2 separate regions of the Bos taurus genome follow, and region 1 is linked to region 2. The links are chromatin contacts, called in public Hi-C maps. All regions are on one chromosome and are shown on one strand. The core of a region is the stretch at or near the end of the contact, and the rest is flanking DNA. Distances in the headings are between cores, read along the strand shown. Region 1 holds the start of TIA1 (TIA1 cytotoxic granule associated RNA binding protein). Region 2 has its middle 6.8 kb from the start of C11H2orf42.

The links. Hi-C and Micro-C count contacts between places; a contact is called where the count stands out from the background.
Region 1: a Hi-C map of liver shows a contact between it and region 2, with 1.7 times the contacts expected there. The contact joins the promoter of TIA1 here to the enhancer-like site in region 2. A contact is called at or near these places in 3 of 11 Hi-C or Micro-C datasets (liver, skeletal muscle and an unstated tissue).

The regions. Positions count from the first base shown.
Region 1 is chr11:68,553,635-68,556,334 of ARS-UCD2.0, reverse strand. TIA1 (TIA1 cytotoxic granule associated RNA binding protein) reads left to right here and starts at 1,432. Exons shown (of 14, transcript NM_001076109.1): 1 at 1,432-1,635. The coding sequence starts at 1,610. It overlaps TRNAG-CCC (transfer RNA glycine (anticodon CCC)), which reads left to right and starts at 1,002; the gene lies at 1,002-1,072. It also overlaps a transcript of PCYOX1 not described here and the pseudogene LOC132346599.
Region 2 is chr11:68,518,626-68,521,325 of ARS-UCD2.0, reverse strand. It overlaps a transcript of TIA1 not described here. Among named protein-coding and RNA genes, the nearest start is that of C11H2orf42, 6.8 kb to the right of the region's middle. Within about 2 kb of position 1,420, at least 6 of the 102 cell types and tissues checked have an H3K27ac peak or open chromatin away from gene starts, as enhancers often do. A contact at or near this core is called in liver, where this site is marked.

The DNA of each region.
Region 1 (2,700 bases), core at 183-2,682, 35 kb before region 2:
AAATATACTAAAAAACCATTGGATTATACACTTTTTTTCCTTTGACTGATGGTATACAGTATCTCAGTTTCCAGACCAGGGATTGAACCGAGGCCATGGCAGTAAAAAAAAAAACCCCAGAACCCTAACCTTTAGGCCACAGGAAATTCCTGAATTACACATTTTAAAAATTTATATTGTTCACCCTCAAAATATTATTACTTGATGTCTTTGAATAAAATCCCAACAATGTACCACAGAGTCTAAATTCAATTTCAAAAATGATTATCTAAAAATGCTGCAGTCTAAATGAACTACTTCAAAGAAAACATCACATTTTTGGGCATGTACATTTCCCAATGTTTAAAAAATTTTTTACATAATTTAAAATGCAATACAAAATGCGTAATGAGTATACTGACATACATTTTTCTGCCTCCCTGGAAGAGGATAAAAATTTGTATATCCTCTTATTCCTTCAGTTTTAGAACTCTTGGATTGATCTGTATTTAATAACTGTTTCTTAAATATTTTCCAATGTACATTGATTATACCAAGGAAATTCAAATATAAAGAAAAATTCCTCAAAGATCTGGAATATATTCCTGGCTCAAAAATTTGGTTAACACCAAGAGGACAAATTCTTAATGAAACTCTTACTTTTTTTTCCGGCTGCGCCGCGTGACTTGGGGAATACTTAACCAGAGTTTAAACCTGATTTCGGCAGTGAAAGCGTGGAGTCCTAAATACTGGACTACTAGCAAACTCCCGGAAACTCTTTTAAATTCCAAAAAAAAAAAAAAAATTTTTTTTTAAGTGAGATTTTTCATACAGAAAAAGTAGGAACATCCATTCAACCGTACCAAAATGAAAGAAAAGAAATCATCTCTTACCTGAAAAGTAACAGATTATGGAGACTCTCGGTAAACTTTTATTTTTAAATGACTAAATCTTCCTAATTTGGGAACGAACGTCCTCGTGTACTTGGTCCTAAGGTATTTCGGCAGAACCAGCTTCCGTGAGCGCCGCTGGTGTAGTGGTATCATGCAAGATTCCCATTCTTGCGACCCGGGTTCGATTCCCGGGCGGCGCACACCGTTTTTGTCCCCGCTTTGGGTAATTTTTAGAGTCTTTCTTCTTCTAGAAACACAACTTTTCATTTCCATGAAGATTTATATTTTACTATAAATCACTGTTGACACATTCGAATCTGGAGGTGGAATTCAAAAATGTTTACTCAAGTCATTAAACAGTTAACCTTTACGCCTGCGCAGTCTGAGACAACCCCCTGGCGTCGTTGGAAGCACGGCTGCGCAACAAGTGAATATAAGGACTGAGGTGCAGCCTGGCGGCCAGGAGGTTGAAAGTGCAAAATTTCTCTGCGCCTGCGCGGCCCGGGTCACTTCCCTGGCTGCTCCAAGGCTCCCGGCTCGCCGCCATCTTGTATTGGGGCTTCATTGTTCGCGCTGGGCCCGGCAGTTGAGTGTAATTGCCGCCGAAGAAGGAGGCGGGGTAACCTCCGGTCAGCCGAGAATCCCGGCTACCCCTCAGCCATAGCTGGTCAAAAGATTTGTGAGGTAGTAAAGGGTAGGGAGCTGGACCTGGAGGCGCCGCCGCGACAGCAGCAGCCATGGAGGACGAAATGCCTAAGACTCTGTGAGTCTGGGGCAGCGATGAGGGGGGCGGGATGGTGATCGTCCCGGAGCGAGCCTTCGGCTCTGCGCCGCTCCCCAGCCTATTGTTCCCCGTGGACGCCGCGTTATCAAGGTTACTCTCTCTGGCGCTCACCTGGATGTCTAGGGACCGACACCCAGGCAGTGAGAACCAAATGGAAGGAGATGGGGCTCAGCCTCTAAATTAGTCCGTACACCTAACTGCCCCTACAGCCTGGCCTTTGGCCTCGTCCCGGGCCCTCGGCGGCCTTCGGCCTGGAGAAGAGACTTTCATTCAAACCTCTTTTTAGAACTCGGCGAGCCTTTTTGTCCCATGCTTTCTTTCTCTCCTGCATCCCTTCCCCCGCTTCTTGATTAACCTATTCTGATTTTTACAACCGTCTCGCTTTCATTTTACTTTGATTTTCTCCAGATACTCTTCCTTTCATTTTCTTTTCATTGATAAGAATTTTTGTCTTGAAAATCCGTGTACTCATTTTCAGGGGTGTAAACTTTATTCTCGCAGTTGCCAACTGGGAAAAAGTCAATTGTTTTTTCTTAAACTTTGGCTCTTTTTCTGTGGCAACCCCCCATCCCCGATCAAAAAGCCCCAAATCGGACCCCTAAGGATTTTGAAACTGCTTTTTTAAAATGGAACTCTCACCCGGAGGTATATATCAACTGAGGGGAAGTGGATTTAATGCTCTTTTATCTTCGCTTGCTACTTTTGTGATTGACATGTCGTTGAAGGAGCGGGGAGTTTTTAATAAAGCAACAATTGATAAGTACCTTAACTAAAATATTTAGTCACCTCTGAATTTTTGTAGTGTTAAGTGGTTTTAGTTTGGGATCATTTCTTTGTAGCGTAGCTTTCCCCCCGCCCCAGGCATTCTCCTTTGTTTTTCGAAGTACTATCCGATGAGGTGATCCTGCCTTTGTTACTCTTCTCGAAAATAAGAAAAAGCCCAATTTTTGACGTAGCTTTCTTATTTTTATTCTTCGAATACTGGCAATTTGAGAACCCTCTGCATTAAAAAAAAATACACTCTTAGGTTTCTTTTTGCAACTC
Region 2 (2,700 bases), core at 171-2,670:
TATATGAATGAGTCTCAGTTGAGTAGTACTTTACCCTATGGCCTCTGAAGTTGGAGGCCGAAGTTATTCTAATAGTAATTCACCTAAAAAAGGAAAAAGTAGATTTTTGACTCAGGGTTAATATGCTTAAATGAGTTACTGCACAGAAAGTAGGAGTTAAGCAGATTTATATACTAGATAAATGAGATCCCTAGCTTATCTGTTTTCAGCTCTAGAAGACCAATAACCATACTTAAACATGCAAGATTTAGAGGCTCCTACTGTGGAAATACTAAGCTGCTCTGGAGGGAAAAGACACATGCTGATATTTGAAGGTCCTCACCGACTCAGTGGACATGAGTTTGAGCAAACTCCAGGAGGTGGTGAAGGACAGGGAACCCTGGCACGCTGTAGTCCATGGGGTCGCAGAGAGTCGGACACAACTGAGCAACTGAACAACAAAACCAAAAAGTAACTGGCCACCAATCCTCTTAGAGTGGAGTGTGTTGACCAGTAAGCCCTACCCATGTACACAAACCTTCCAAACAGGTTTTTAGTGCTTCACTTTTCAATGAAGTCAGCCAAAGGTCACCAGAAATTGAGAAAAACTTTGACTGCAAAAGGTAGAGCTAAATAAAAAGCAGCTCTCAAGAATCTGAAAACTCACACTGTATTCAAGAAATTAGAACAATCCTAATAAAATGTCACAACAAGAAATGAGAATAAATAAATTCAGTGGGAGTATTAAAAGACAAGGAGATGTCCTAGAACAGAAATCAAAAGTAGAAAAAATAAATATGGATCAATTCAGGAGGTTTATAATATAAAATCAATAAGTGTTCCAAGAAGAAAACAGAAAATAGGCGAGTGGGTGGAATTTATTAAATAAAGGGAAATTTCCCTGATGATTTTTTGAGTTTAAAGGTTGAAGAAAGGCTAATGTTGAGTTTGTACAATAAATAGGAAAGATTCATGTGAAGCCATACCACTATAAAATTTTAGGATGCCAGGCCTGTAAGGGGCCCATCCTAAAATTTACCAGATAGAAAAAGGATTAAGAAAAATACCCAATGACAACATTGAACCTAGGAATCAGTGGGGCACTATCTTTAGAAGTGTAAATGAATTATGGTCATGGGTCACAATAGAATAAAGACTAGATATGTAAGTTCATAGAAGACTGATTCTCAGGGAAAAACTGGATAAACTCCATCAGAACAAGTCATGGAAAAAAATACAATGTAGTATCTAGAAACAGGATCAAACAGGAGTGAGATAATAGGAAGTCCTAGGATTACGGTTGTGAAGAGACCTGGCAGCCAATCCAGATTGATGGTCAGCAGGCCAGACTTAAGGCTCTCTAGAGGTCGAGCTGTGTATTATGAGAAGCTTCACAGAACTATGGAGAATGTGAAAAGACTAAATACTGGAAAATCAGGCAAATGGGAAGAGACAAGCCAGGGAAAACATTGTGTAAGAAAAGAAACATTCCCTGAGCCAAGTACATGCACCAAGCTAATATTTCTTGTTTTCCTGAATTATATTCATAAATATTTGTACTATTCCACTGCTTTGGTTTTCTCTGGCAACTCCAGTTGTATGTTGGATTTCCTCTGCCTGTCATCACTTTCTGTCATTTGTTCTTAATTATCTTTTCGTTTGCTTTTTTTTTTTTTTTTGGCACCGTGACATACGGTATCTTAGTTCTCTGACCAAAGATCGAAGCCGCGTCCCCTGCTTTGGAAGCGTGGAGTCTTAACCATTGGACCGCCAGGGAAGTCCCTGCGTTTCTCATCTCTAATCTCTGTTCCTTAATGTGCTTCCTGTGGTATCCTGACTCAGTTGTGTTCCTTTAATGTAACCTTCATTTCTGGGGGGAAAAAATTTTTTTTTCTGTTTCCTAAATTCTACCAATTTCTGTTTCACTTTAGGGACAGCTCTTCCCTGAATTCTTACATTTCTTAGCTGCATTTGCTTCATTAGATTTTTAAAATTTACATTGGAATGTCAGTGTATTATTTTCAACTGCTTTATGGGAACATTTTCTTGTGAGTTTTCTCCGGGGAAACTCTGGGTAAGTTTTGCTGTCTTTCTTATTTTTAATTACAGTGTCTTGGTACAAATGCTGTGCTTACATCTTTCTGTTTATTCATATTTGAAATGGTTGGTTTTTTCTAGACCAAGTACCAGCAGGAGGATGAAGGGGAAAGAACCTGTCAGGGTTTCTTACCTCCCTTCTCTGTGGCTACAATGAATTGTCTGCTTAAAAGTGTAGACATGGTTCCTCTCTGGGATGAGGCCCTGTTCAGAAGTTCTGTGCCAGCTGAGCACCCTTGATTGCTTCATGTGCTCCATTAAGTGACAAAACTCTTGTCTTCAAGGAGATCCCCTAACTTGCTTTCTGAAAGACATCTCCTCTGGATCTTTTAGGCACTTAACACATCTTCCCTCCCTGCCTCTTCCAGTACTCACATACTAGTTCAGTCCTTCTGACAGCTGGCTCCACTCACGGTTTGGCTCTCAGACTGAATATTTGCAAGTGATTTCTGAGGTCTGCCACTACTGGCCCCCTCCTCACTCCCTGTCCTTCCCCCACAAAACTCAGTTGGCCTCCCATCCAGTACCACACTTCTTCTCAATGTGTCAAGTTTTCTCTGTATCTCTGGCTTCACTTAAGATACTGTTTGTGGGAGTTGGTGGTCATAGGTTTTCCTTATTGCT